2 separate regions of the Sus scrofa genome follow, and region 2 is linked to region 1. A link is a contact called in public HiChIP or PLAC-seq data. All regions are on one chromosome and are shown on one strand. The core of a region is the stretch at or near the end of the contact, and the rest is flanking DNA. Distances in the headings are between cores, read along the strand shown. Region 1 holds the start of LOC110255759 (a long non-coding RNA gene). Region 2 holds the start of RB1 (RB transcriptional corepressor 1).

What was found. HiChIP or PLAC-seq counts read pairs in DNA pulled down with a chosen protein or histone mark.
Region 2: an H3K27ac HiChIP or PLAC-seq map of alveolar macrophages shows a contact between it and region 1. The contact joins the promoter of RB1 here to the enhancer-like site in region 1. A contact is called at or near these places in 4 of 47 Hi-C or Micro-C datasets (mesenteric adipose tissue, omental adipose tissue, skeletal muscle and 1 more) and 2 of 2 datasets of contacts at active chromatin or transcription factors (alveolar macrophages and skeletal muscle).

Annotation. Positions count from the first base shown.
Region 1 is chr11:19,056,026-19,063,057 of Sscrofa11.1, reverse strand. It overlaps LOC110255759 (a long non-coding RNA gene), which reads left to right and starts at 6,569. Exons shown (of 3, transcript XR_002336552.1): 1 at 6,569-7,032. Within about 2 kb of position 3,332, at least 8 of the 83 cell types and tissues checked have an H3K27ac peak or open chromatin away from gene starts, as enhancers often do. A contact at or near this core is called in alveolar macrophages, where this site is marked.
Region 2 is chr11:19,315,015-19,322,046 of Sscrofa11.1, reverse strand. It overlaps RB1 (RB transcriptional corepressor 1), which reads left to right and starts at 4,405. Exons shown (of 27, transcript NM_001285967.1): 1 at 4,405-4,706; 2 at 6,828-6,954. The coding sequence starts at 4,543.

The DNA.
Region 1 (7,032 bases), core at 2,083-4,582:
TTGGAATGGTTGCTGTGCTTCCTCATTTTGCTTATATTTTTCTTACTCTGTGAGTTTGGGGAAAACAATTATCTACTGTAGTCTTAGAGGGCTGTTTATATGTGGGAGGGTCCCTGGGTAGCTGGTGAGGGCTTACTATTTTCTTGGAGTGAAGACTGCTTTTGGTTTGGATACTTGCTCTCTCTTTCCTCAGTGTCTGCAGGCCATTATCCCCTTGATAGGGGGTGTGCAGGTGTAGAGCTTTTGAGTGTTTTTAGGGAGGTGGAGGCAATGGGCAGCACCTGTAGGTGCTCCCTGGTTGCCAGACCTTTGGCAGTGGTGAGGACCCATCAGGAGATGGGTGGCTGGAGAGCGGTGTGGACAGTGCCCACAGTAGGGCAACAGTGGCCATGTGCCTTCCCAGGGAGTGAGGGCAGGGGGTTCCACGGCTGCTCTCGGTGGTAATCCCGAAGGTGACTGGGGCTGCAGGTGGTGCCTATTCACAGGAACCTTAGCGGTGGCAGGCCTTGCCCACCCTGGGAGTCCGAGATGACCATGGCAGTTTGGTCCAGCCGCTGTATCCCAAGCAGGAGGCATCCTCACCACCTGGAGCCCGCGCAGGCGCAGAAAAAGAAATCGCTCTGGCCGTCCTGCCCCTCCTCCTCTCGCCCTCCCTGCAGAGCTGCTCCCACGAGCCCAGGCCTTCTCCCCCCGCTGCCCCCTCAGTTGCGGCGCACACCTCCCCAGCCCCCGCAGGCTGTCTCCACCCAGCCAACCCTAGTCCTTTCCCCAAAACTCACCTCCGAAGCCCTGTCTCAGCGCCCAGGTCCCATCCGCGAGCCCCGGGCGGTGGTGCCTCGGGCGGTGGTACCGATGGTCTGAGCCGCTCTCTCTGCTTTGCTCTCCTCAGCCCCGCTGCTGCGCTTTTCTCCGAGGCTTTGGGGCTCCCCCTCCTTCCTGGGTGATCCCCCCTCAGTTAGGCGGCCTCCCAGGGGGCGGATTCCTGCCCTTTTACAGCTCCCTGCCAGGAGTGCTGGTCCCGACCTGACCCCCTTTTTCCCCTTTCTCTCTCTCTCTCACCTTTTTTGGAGGCCTGAGGTCTTCTGTTAGGGTCCAATAGACCTTCTGTGCCAACCGTTCTGCATGGAGGTGTTTTTTTAAAATGTGTTTGTGGGAGAGGATGAGCTCCGCGTCATATGCCTCTGCCATCTTGATCCCGCCTCTGTGCCTTTTTTTTTTTTTTTCCTGTCTTTTTAGGGCCACGCTTGAGGCACTTGGAGCTTCCCAGACTAGGTGTCCAATCAGCTGTAGCTGCCGGCCTACAACTCAGCAATGCGGGATCCGAGCCGTCTGCGACCTACAGCTCATGGCAACGCGGGATCCTTAACCCACTGAGCAAGGCCAGGGATCCAGTCTTCAACCTCGTGGTTTGTCGTCGGATTCGTTAACCACTGACCCACGCCGGGAACTCCGGAACTCTGTTTTTTAACCTCTGCTTATCTAAAGTGTAAATCTTCATTCGTTTTCACTTTTATTTTTGGCTGCACCTATGGCATAAATAGGTGGTCTAATGAATTCAATCATTTGATTTTTGTTAATTTGTGTAAGAAAGATCCTTTCCTATCCTCTTCTGGAAATATTTTAAGACGTGCATTAATTTGTCTAAATATGATAATAATTAAATTGGATTTATTTTAAGAACTTGGGTGAATTTCAGACTCCCTTTGAGACTGTAAGGGAAACCATGAATATCTGAGGGGAAGGGGAAGTAAAAATCAAAACACGAAGCTAAAGCTCTGTGTCTGGTCATCTCTTTGATACTTGTATTCTTCCCGCCCCCACTTTTGGCTGCCCTGAGGCATGTGGAGTTCACGGGCCAGGGATCAGATCCAAGCCACAGTCATGTTCTAAGCTGCAGCTGCAGCAGCACTGCATCCCTACCCACTGTGCTGGGCTGGGGATTCGAACCTGTGACCCAATGCTCCCAAAACGCTACTGATCCCACTGTACCACAGTGGGAACTCTGATATTGTATTCTTTTTTCCTTTTTTGGTCTTTAGGTCTGAACCTGCAGCACATGGAGTTTCCCAGGCTAGGGGTCCAATCAGAGCTGTAGCTGCCGGCCTACATCACAGCCACAGCAACACGGGATCCAAACTGTGTCTGTGACCTACATGCCAGCTCACAGCAATGCCGGATCCTTAACCCACTGAGCAAGGCCAGGGATTGAACCTCTGTCCTCATGGATGCTAGTCAGATTCATTTCCACTGAGCCACGAGAGGAATGCCCCAATGTGGTATTCTTTAGAACTCTTTCTGAGACATACAATTCCTCTGGGGAAGGGGTGTATGGGGCTGACATTTTTTTCCTTTTCAGCTAGTTTGTCACAAGCTTCAAAACCATTATCATCCCAAGGGTCACCAAGCCTCCTGAGATCTGAGTCACCAAGGAAGTGCCTGGAGGATGGGCTCCTGGACTCCTGGGCAAGTGGGGAGCATGTGTTATCCTGGGCAGAGCCTGGCCCAGCTGCTCCTGAGGCTTAGGATATAGGTTTTAATCTCGAAAGTTCCCTCCTGAGAGCCTTAGATGCTGTCACTCTGGCAGCTCTGGGGCTGATCCTCTGGAACACACATTGGGGGTGAAGAGAGGCAAGTAAGAATCCTGTGGACCGTGGATGATAGTGTCTTCTGCTCCCTCCTTCCTCTCACCCTCTTGACTTGGAGAACCCCCTCGCAACAGCTCCATGTGAAGGTGGGCTAGGGCTGAGTTTTCCAGCTAACAGTAAACTGGAGGGAGCTTTCCAATAACTTTTCAGCTCACCGGTTTCTTGGTCACTTTCTTCAGTACCAGGATGACAGCATTGTTAGACAGCACCTGTGTGTAATAAACACTGCCTTTCTTTTCCTTGGGTCTTAGTCTGTTCTGGCTGCTGTAACAAAAATACCCAGACTGCATGGCTTACACAACAGAATTGTGTTTTTCACAGCTCTGAAAGCTGGGACGTTCAAGACCAAAGTACCGGTAAATTCAGTGTCTGGCGAGGGCTTGCTTCCTGGTTCATAGACGGTTGTCGTCTTGCTGTGTCCTCACGTGGTAGGAGGGGTGAGGAAGCTCTCTGGGGTCTCTTTCACAAGGGCACTAAGCTCGTTCAGGAAGACTCTCCTCTCATGACCATGCAAGAAAAACACCATCTCCCAAAAGCCCCACTTCTTAAATCCATCACAATGAAGGTTAGAATTTCAACAGAGGAATGTTTGGAGGACATAAATATTCAGCCCATTGCATTTGGTGTTATCATCTGGAAATAGGAAGCCAGTGGTTTAGTCTGGAATAAGCCAGTGCCTGAGTAAGTCAGCTTACCAGTGGGTCAGGCTCATAACCAGCCTACATGAAATGAAGAAGTAGGGCACAGCCAAGGCCATGATATCCCGCAGGGTGGACACTTGTCTCTATTAACCATAGACTGAGTATGTCTGTATTAATTTGGCCAACTGCCCAGCCCTTGCCATTCACGTCTCAGTCTGATTTCCCTTTATGGAAGGACCCACGCTAGTGTGTAATACACATGGTAAACTCAGCGAGAGCTGCAGGCTGTTTTGTATGCTCAGGCAGATGTCACATGAACATGGGCATTTAATCAGTAACTCTGCCTTTGGTGGGGGGTGATGACAGATTCTTTCCTGGCAGGATATACAGTTCCTGATAGAGTAAGCCTTCTATTTTTTCAGTTAATTGTGTGTTTAAATATATTTATATCTAACATTCTATACATAGCACACACCCATATATATATACACAGACAGACAGACACAGGCATACATGTAAGTACTTTGAGATGCTCCCAATTTTAGAAGACACAAGAGGGCTGGTAGTAGAAAGCAATCTTGTGGTTTTTATTGTTGTAGATGATATTGTAACTTTCAGTCCCTTGAACATAGCAGGTCCCTTGACACTGACATTCTGTTTGGGCCGAGCCCAGGTGCAGGCAAAGTGGGCAGAAGGGCTGAGTGGCACCTGTGGTGCTCCTTTCACACCTGCCCAGCTGTCTCAGCCACAGACCCCACCCTCTGGAAAAGCCACTTCCCACCCCTGTCCCTAATGCTGGAATTCCTTCTACCAGGAGCAAACCGTTCTATTTCAGTTCCAATTAAACAAGTATTCAAAGGCCCTAGTGGAGACAACCAACACAAGTTCAAACTTGCCTGAAGGCAGTTTTTATATCCAAAAACAAAAGTGTAGCCACTTACTGGGGATGGGAGGGGGGCATCACAGGGAGAGCACACATTGTTTGAAACAGGAATTGGGATTTTCAAAGTCAAAAACCATTAGTTCATGCTTTTTCTTTTAACCTCATCTTCCTTCTCTGACGCAACTCTGAAAAAGCGTTCAGTGCCTGACACAGCCAGGGTCAATGGGAGCTGTGCATTATTTTCCTACATATTTCACCTGTGCTTTAAGTGTAACCATTTATTCAAGACCAGCCAATAATTAACTGGCTATAAGGAAATCACATGATTTTCTTAGTGAAATGGCATCAGAAAATAATTTCCTGGAATCACTGACAACTGTAAACAGCTATAGCCACGTTCAGGCCATTGCGTGTCAGCCAGTGCCAAGGTCCTTTTTAATTACAGACGGTGCCTGCCCTTTCTGGGCACTGCTAGCTCAAGCCATCTGAGTGAGGTGGGCTTTTAGGGACATGGGTGAGCCTTGCCTGGGAGTCTTGTGACACCCAGTTGTCTTGCATGTTTAACCAAAAGCTTTCCTGGAGCTGGAAGTAGCATGACTGTCCAACCATCAAACATTTATTTGAGCACTCAGTACTGGGCACTGTCAGGCTCTGGAAATCAAAAAATTGGCCAAAATAAATAAATGAATAAAAAAGGCAAAAAAAAATTAAAATAAAACTATTGTTTCAACTCTGGAGAAATGTGCCTTTTCACACAGGGATTTTGGTTTTGATCAAACAGCTACTCCCTACTCAAGTCCACAAATGCTAAAGCTCATTATTCTAATGGAAATTGTCTGAAGGCAAACCAGGAAATGGCCTAGAAAGAACGGGTGCGCGCGCATCCTTTTCAGCCTGTTAACGTTTTGCCAATGCTGCCCCCTGCAGGTCAAAGGTAGAACCTCAGCTCAGCAGTTTGTACCAACTCCCCCACACCCACTAGTGATAAAGAAGTGGAAGGTCCAGGGATCCCCAGACTTCGCTCGTAACCTCCTGCAGATAGTTTCGAACAATCATTCCCCCCTCACATTTTAAAGCTGACATCTGGATTTGTATCATCAATTTCACGTGTAAAGGATGAACTTTCCCACACATTTTCTGTGTTTTACCTAATTGCAGATCAAGCTCACCCAGTTTATGAAAAACGCTCTCCGTATCTCTTTAGGGGCAAAGTCAGCCCTCACTGCCAAAGTAGCTGACAAGTCAGAATCGATTTCTGACAGGAAAGAAAAAACGTTTACTTGACTATTATACATTTAGGAAATTTTTTTTTGGTAGCACTCTTATCTCAGACTGAGGCTGGGCTGCACGGGTGACTATGGCACTGCCTCATCAGGACTTCCTTCCAGAAAACTCCCTTTGCTTTGCTCTCCTGGGACTTTTCTCCCTTAGATCTGAAGTTTTCTTTGGTGCTGTTGTTTGGGGCCTGTTTTTCACACACCGGGGCCCTGTGTGTGGTAAGGTGTGGGGTGCTCAGAGATGTGTGTCTTTCTTCTGTTTAGCAGGAAAAGGGTGATGCTGAAAGGGGAGATGTGAGCAAACCAAGGGCAGCCCATCAAAGAGCCATCCCATCCACCTCTCAGGCAGTTTTCGGAAGGAGAACACAGATGTTGAGAATGGGGGAGATGACTTCCAGAGACTGACCTAAGGGGCCTCGTCCTCCAGAGTGCACACGGCTGACCTCATTCCCCTGAGGAGCACGGCCACCTGAGAGCCATTCTCAGGCCACAGCCAGGGTCCCAGAGGTCACTTATGTTCCCATGGCTGCCCTTACGCCTCCACGTTTGCTCTGGCCTTTGCAGACAATGGCTTTCCTCCCGGGTTCCCTGGAGAGCAGTCCGGAGATGTGCCTCTGTTATTGTTTAAAGGTTAGGCTCCCTGCAAAGTAAGTCTTCCTTCTCTGTCTCTTTTCAGTCCCCAGAGCTGCTTAGCAAAAAGTAAGTGCCACTTTACAGCAGCTCTTTGAAGAGGTTGACAGGTCAAGAGATGTCCCATCTGGACAAAGAGTCCAGTGTGGATGTAGGTAATGAAGCCAGGGGGCTGGGTGAGGGGGGATGCCAGGAAAATCTACTCTCTCCGTCAGGGCGCCTTGAACGTGAGACTAGGCCATTCCAGGGCCTGCACCACCTGACCCCAGGCTATTTTTCCAGGCCGAGCTCCTGCATCCCCTGCCTCCTCCTGAAGGGACTGGAACAGACATCCCCACACACCCTATGCCGTCCCCTCTGTCTGGCTTGCCTTGACCCTTGTCTTGATCTGTCAAAAGCCACTTTCGAGGCTAAAATACTATTTCCTGATTATTCCCCAGTAGAAGCCTCTCTCCTTCATCTTTTTTTTTTTTTTTGTCTTTTTTTCCATATGCATACCCATGGCATATGGAAGTTCCCAGGCTAGGGGTCGAATTGGAGCCGTAGCCGCTGGCATACGCCACAGCCAGAGCAATGCAGGATCCGAGCCATGTCTGAGAACTTCAACACAGCTCACGGCAATGCCGGATCCTTAACCCACCGAGCGAGGCCAGGGATCGAACCTGTGTCCTCATGGATGCTAGTCAGAGTCGTTTCCACTGAGCCACGACGGGAACTCCCCTCCTTTTGGTTAATCCTATAACATTCTGTACTGTTTGAGGCATTATATTTTGCTTTGTGTTATAATTACTTAACTACATGTCTCATGGCCCTTTGAGGACAGAGGAGATTCATCTTATTTCCTAGTGTCTAGCTCAATCTCTGGTACGGAGCAGGGGCTCAGAAAGTATTTCCTGTCCCAAGTCCACCCCATACCACTGTAGGCCGTGTGAGTTTATACAATACACCTTCTGAGT
Region 2 (7,032 bases), core at 3,156-5,655, 260 kb before region 1:
GGGAATTTCCATATACCTGGAAAGGTGGCATAGATGTGAAAGTAGTGGGAGTTCCTGTCATGGGTCATCGGAAATGCATCTGACTAGCACCCATAAGGACGAAGGTTCGATCCTTGACCTCGCTCAGTGGGTTAAGGATTCAGCATTGCCGTGAGCTGCAGTGTAGGCTGGAGACATGGCTTGGATCTAGTGTTGCTGTGGCCACTGAGGCCAGTGGCTACAGCTATGATTGGACCCCTAGCCTGGGAACCTCCATACATGGTGGGTGCAGCCCTAAAAAAAGACCCAAAAAAAAAAAAATTAAAAAAGGTAAAAGTAGCAAGTTACAAAAGTAAATAAATATTTACATTTTCATAGATTTTTCACTTTTGAGTCACAGTTGAGAAACTAACTTTAAAATTTCATGCCTTCACTGAAGGCACTAGTTCCACTGCACAAGGACCCAGCCATGCCACTGACTTGAAACTCACCATGCACGTTGGAGAACACTTGAACCGCTCTACGCTCTCTTTTTATTTTTTATTTTGCTTTTCATGGCTGCACCCGTGGCATATGGAAATTCCCAGGCTAGGGGTCTAATCGGAGCTTTAGCTGCCAGCCTACGCCACAGCCACAGCAACATGGGATTCGAGCCACTTCTGTGACCTACACCACAGCTCACGGCAACACCGGCTCCATAACCCACTGAGTGAGGCCAGGGATCACACCTGCGTCCTCATGGATACTAGTCGGACTCGTTTCCACTGAGTGACGATGGGAACTCCTAACCGTTTACTCTTAACTTCTGTCCTTATTTCCTCATGGATGAAACACAAGCAGTTTGCAGACTGGCACTGGTGCAAGGACCACACTCTGAGTAGCACTGCTGGGAGAAGAGTCTGGAAGAAGAAGAGTTTAGTGGAGGAGTTTATGAAGTAACAGAAGAGAGTAGGTGAACAAGAAGACCACGGATTTGTGGAAGACTAGGTAAGTTTTCAGAACAAGGAAGTGGTTAACTGTGTTAACTGCAAGAAAAGTCAGCTGGTTGAGGTTGGAAAAGAAGCCATGAGTTGACAATTAGGACACTGGTGACCTTTGCAAGAGTGGTTTCAGTGGGTGGTGGCAGTCAAAGAGAGGCAGTACTAGGAGGGTGAGAAGTTGAGAGAGTAGGAGAATAAATGGAGACCACTCTTTCAAGAAACGAGATCGTAAAGAAATGGCAACTGTGTGGTAGCTTATGAAAAAGTCGAAGGAAGACTGTTTAGACAAGGGGAGACTCAAAAAAAATATTCTGAGGAGTTTCTGCCGTGGCACAGTGGGTTCAGAATCCAACCGCAGAGGCTGGGGTTGCTGCAGAGGTGCAGGTTCGATTCCCCCACCCAGCCAAATGGGTTGCTGCAGCCATGGCGTAGGTCATAGCTGCCTCTCTGATTCAATCCCTGGGCTGGGAACTTCCATATGCCATGGGTATGGCCATAAAATTAAAACAAAAAAACAAAACAAAAAAACACCCAAAAAATTGATTTCACTGAAGGGGCTTCAAACTGAAGAGAGTTCTATTTCCATACTGAAAATCCAAGAAAGATTTTTTTCAGTCTTACAGTAATCTTAAAACTATTATGCAGGTGAAGGAAGAGCAGGAGAAACTTTTAAGAATCTGGAGAATTTGTAACACTTCTCTGGCAGTGCAACAGAAAGCTGTCGGGGGAATGTCAGGACTTTGATTGACTCTCTTGCTCTTGAGTTTTGTAAGGACTTTAAATGCAGTAGGAAACTAGTTAAAGCAATCCATGGTAAAGAAACACATCCTTTTAGGAGTTCCTGTTGTGGTACAGGGGAAAAAATTCCAACTAGCATCCATGAGAACTCAGGTTTGATCCCTGGCCTCTCAGTGGGTTAAGGATCCAGCGTTGCCATGAGCTGTGGTGTTGGTTGCAGATGCAGCTCGGATCCGGCCTTGCTGTGGCTGTGGCCGGCAGATGGAGCTCCGATTGGACCCCTAGGCTGGGAACTTCCGTGTGCTGTGGGTGCAGCCCTAAAAAGCAGGAAAAAAAAAAAAAAAAAAAAAAAAAGGCAAGAGAAAAGAAACATCCTTTTGTAAATTGAGAAATCTCTTTTTGAACTATCATAATTGTGGTAAACCCAGGTGGTGATAAACTGGGTTTAAATAAAGCAAGTCATAACTACATATAGTTTCTAGAACTTTCTTTTGCTTCCTTTTCCTCCTCAGTTTTAGCTAACAAGCATTTTCTGTGTGTACCATGCTAGGTACTGGGTCTATATAGATGCTTGGTTGCTCTCTCAAAGGGGCTCATTAGAGAAATATTATCAGTTTGATGCTTTTTGGTGGCAACACCTGAAATCTCCAGCTCTGTTGAGGTCAGCTCCAGGGCTATTCAAATCGGAGGCTCAGTTGTGTCACCAAGAACCCAAATTTTCTGATATTCCTGCTGTACCATCTTTAGCATATCAGCCTCATCCTCCGGTCAGCTTGCTTGCCTTAAGTCACGATGGCTGAAGCAATTACCAGTGTCACAGTCTCAAAATAGTTAAGAAATAGAGGGCCTGTGGGAGTTCCTGTAGTGGTGCAGCGGAAATGAATCTGACTAGGAACTATGAGGTTTTCGGTTCGATCCCTGGCCTCACTCAGGGGGTTAAGGATCTGGCGTTGCCGTGAGCTGTGGTGTAGGTCACATATGTGCCTCGGAGTCTGCATTGCTGTGGCTGTGGGGTCGGCCGGCAACTGTAGCTCTGATTTGAACCCTGGCCTAGGAACCTCCATATGCTGAGCGTGTGGACCTCAAAAGCAAAAAAAAAAAAAAAGCAGAAAGAAAAAAGAAATAGAGGAACTGTGTCATCCTTGTATCTCATTTTAGCAGGCTCCCAGCAGACTATCTCTGATCTTGCAAAGACCAAAACTGCCTTCTGTGCTCCTGACTACACTAATCCTGGGCGAGGTGAATGGAATTACCACTTTGGTGCCATTTGCTCTCTATGGATCTGCCTGGGCATGAACTCTACCTCCTGATAAACTTCTGGCCCCCGACAGAGAGTTTCCGAACTGAGGCAAGACTGGCTGTTGACTAGGCCAATCCTTTTTTCACATTCTGGCACATGCCCTGGTTAACAAAAAAATGGTAATCCTTCGTATGACTCATCGGGATAAAACCAAGAGCTATGACTTGCCTGAGGGCGCCTCATGCTTCAGCCCTGCTCAGCTGTTCCAAAGATGAGGGGATTCGCCTCAAGAGCACAGCTGTATTTTATTCACAGCACCTCAGCTGGGAAGCTTTGACATGGCAACACACAGCATTTGCCAATGAGGGAAAAACATGTTCTCAAACAAGACAATCTCTTATTATAAGTAAATATCAAGAGACAAAAGAGACAGTTTCTAAGCCAATGTTTAATGGTTGCAATTCCGGCAAACTCTTCTCTGATGTCTTTGTGCCTTTGCACAAGCTGTTTCTCTTTTCTTGGTATTTCTTTAACATAATGTAATGGACAAGTCGAGTCAAATATATCTGTGTTCAAATCCTCTACCACCTATCATCTCTGTAGTATCAGGCAAATTAATTAACTCCTCTGCACCTGTTTTCCGCACTGGAAAGTAGAATTCGACTACGACTCAGTTTAAGGGGATGTTGGTGAGGATTAAGTAAGATAATTATGTAAAATGGCCAGAACAATTCTTTATACATATAGTAAGCCCTCCTTAAATGTTAGGTCTGTCTGGCTAACTTCCATTCAAATGCTACTGCTCCTCGGAAGAAGTCCCTTAAACATTTCAACCGTGGCTTCAGTTTTCACAGCGCGATTAAAACACTTAGCACCCGATAATCAGTTCTTTGCTCACAGCTCCCACCCCTTTCCCTAAAAAGAGCTCTAAAAGGCCAGTCATTGTCCCCTCCTTGGGATCTCCTAGGGGTTGGCCAAACTCAGCTCCTAACAGGCATTCCAGAAGTGTTTTTGTTTTGGCCGATTCGCTTAACGGATTGGGCGGGAGGAGGGCGGGCGAAAGCGAGGGCGACGCCCGCGGAGGAGAGGGGCGTGCCGGCCCAGGGTGCGCTCGCCCGATATTCCCCGCGGGCTCGAGCCGGGCCCCAGATCCACCCGCAGATTGAGGTGGGGCCCGCTCTCACCCACCAGGCTGGGTAGCGCCCGGTTACCGGCACCCAAGCCTGGAGGGGCGAGTTTCGGCGCGAGGCAGGTTCAGGCGGCGGCGGCTGCCTCAGGGAGCGCGCCTGGATCTCCAGGCCCGGGTTCCCCGCCCGACCGCGCGCCCTCGCCCCGCGCCCCGCTCGGCGCCCCGGTGCCCTCCAAACGCCAGCGGGCCCGGGAGCCTCGCGGACGTGACGCCGCGGGCGGAAGTGACGTTTTCCCGCGGTTGGACGCGGCGCTCGGTTGCCGGGCGGGGGAGGGCTCGTCCGGTTTTTCTCAGGGGACGTTCAAATTATTTTTGTAACGGGAGTCGGGAGAGGACGGGGCGTGCCCTGACGTGCGCGTGTCCTCCTGCCCCGGCCCTCCTTCAGCGCTCGCCGGCACCGGCCCTGGGAGGGCGTCATGCCGCCCAAAACCCCCCGGAGAGCAGCCGCCGCCGCCGCCGCCGCCGCCGCTGCTGCTGCGGAGCCCCCGCCGCCGCCGCCGCCGCCGCCGCCACCGCCGCCACCGCAGCCTGAGGAGGACCCCGAGCAGGACAGCGGCCCCGAGGACCTGCCTCTGGTCAGGTGAGCGAGCCGACCCGTCGCGGCGGCCAGCGCGCGGGAAGGGCGCCCCGGGGGTGCGTCGGCGGGCGCCGCGGCGTCTAGGCGGGGGCGCGTCTCCGCCCGGGCCGGGTCCCGGCGGGAGGAGGGTCCTCCCCGGCCCCCCGCGGCGGCGGAGCGCCGGGAGGAGGCTGACAGGGGTCTGGGGTCGGGAACGAGGGGAGGGCGGCCGGGAGGGGTTTCGGCTCCCGCTTGACAGGTGTCGAGCGGGTGGGGCTCGGGTCGCTGAGCGAAGTGACAGGTGCCGCCTTTCCTCCGCGAGACGGGAGCCTCGCAGGCGGCGGGTCGTTTGCAGACCCCATCAAATGCAGAAGAAAGAAAAAAAGAAAAGAAAGACTAGATTGCTGGAGAGGTTTTTCCCCATTTGAGATTTGTAGTCCTCCGGTGGTCTTTCGACTTTCTGTTTTGGTCTCCCGCGGTGCAACATTTGGAAGTGTTTTCCTCTGGGCGTGCGACTCATCTGAAGCCCAGTCCTGGGAGAGGCCAGCCAGGAAAACCTTGGATACTGCTGCAGAGATGCCACCGGACGTGAAGTGCAGGGTTCTGGGTGGCAGTTGCCCCTCCGGGAGCTCGGCTGGGGTGCTTTTCGGGGTTCCCTTGTAAAGAGTGCTTTGAGTTCTAAGCCTTCGGTAGTGACTGGTGGAACATAGCTCTCTAAGAGGAACTTGTTGTATCGGTAAAAGTTTTGTGAGACATTTAGCTCAAGAGCTTCGAAGTTTCTGAACGTTCTCATTTTTCTTGTTGCATAAAACTCTTCTTGCATGATAGTCTGCTTCAGGCTGCCTCTTTTTTTCTTCCATTTTGCCTTTTGGCTTTGAGCCAGCAAGGATCTTGGTGTCTCTTTTGTATTTGTTTGGGAACAAGATTAGTGTTCTTGTGCTCACATAAAATTAATTTTCCCCCCAGGTGGATTCTAAATTTCAGCGAGTCCATGATAATATAGGGAGATAGTTATTGCAGCATCTTATTTTTCTTGATTGTGATGCTTTACGGTTTAGAAGCCAAGATCGAAAGAGTGTAATTGTCATTATCATTGTTAGCACTGGCCCTCCTTTGAGACTACGCATCAATTGCCAGGGGATGGGACTCTGCTGATCCTCACCACTCTTTCCTGCAGTTCTGATCCGTCAGCAAGTCCTATTTCTTTCACCGCCCTAGGACACATTGTTAGGGACTGAAGTGGGCTTTTGGAAATACCAGAACAGCACACAGTCTTCATTCTTGAGATAACCAAAAGTTAATTGTGTTTCAAAGGAGGTTTGGCAGTCTGGAATAGGGTCAGGGGCATGGATTAGAGAGTTAGATTACTGGGTTTATATTAGAGCTTCCCACTTACTCGCTGTGATCTCAGGTGAGTGCTTTAACTTCTCTGATTTGTGATCATCAGAGTACTTACCTGTTAGGGCTTATGTATGTATTAAACCATGCATCTAAACCCCATCAATTCATTTAAATCCTGTTCATATGGAGCATAGTAAATACTAAAAAATTATTAGCTGTTCCTTGTACTATACTATTCTTATGTCAAATAGATATTAAGTGAATGAATAAGAATTAGCCAACAAGAATTTTTTGACTGCCTATCTTGGTTAAGGAAGATCAAGGAGAAAAGGCTGAAATAAGCATATCAATAATTTAATCATATAAGAAACACTAGTAGTAGGTAGAGAGATTAAATGAATCGTTGTTGAGAGTGGACTGCATTTTAGCAAAGTCACCGATACTGAATTGGTTCTGTAATGTTATCTATGGCTTTCCTTTTCTGTTACTGTCCCAATTTTTCCTAACAGCTGTAGCTATTGTACTTGCTTTTCTTCCCAAAGCTATGTTGCTGCACTGAAGTTCCTATGATTTACCAGGCCAGCAAACATTTTTCACTATGTGGTACTCTTATTTTGGAAATACTGAAAAGATCAACATACGTTTAAATTCTAAGTGTAATTTTTTAAGCGATAGTTAAGATCCCAAAGTATTTGGTGATGTCTTTCAGAATAGTGCTATATTATATGCAAACCAGTGAAACCAATGCTTACGTAATTAATTTGATTATAAAAGTGCCTTTTATATTATATTTTCATTTGGTAGGCTTGCATTTGAAGAAACTGAAGAACCTGATTTTACTACATTATGTCAGAAATTAAAGATAGCAGATCATGTCAGAGAAAGAGCTTGGTTAACTTGGGAGAAGGTTTCATCTGTGGATGGAGTATTGGTAAGGATTGTCTTAAAATTTTTTGAAAATATTTTTCTCATTTTAAAAATTATTTTAAATCACCATAGAAAATTTGGA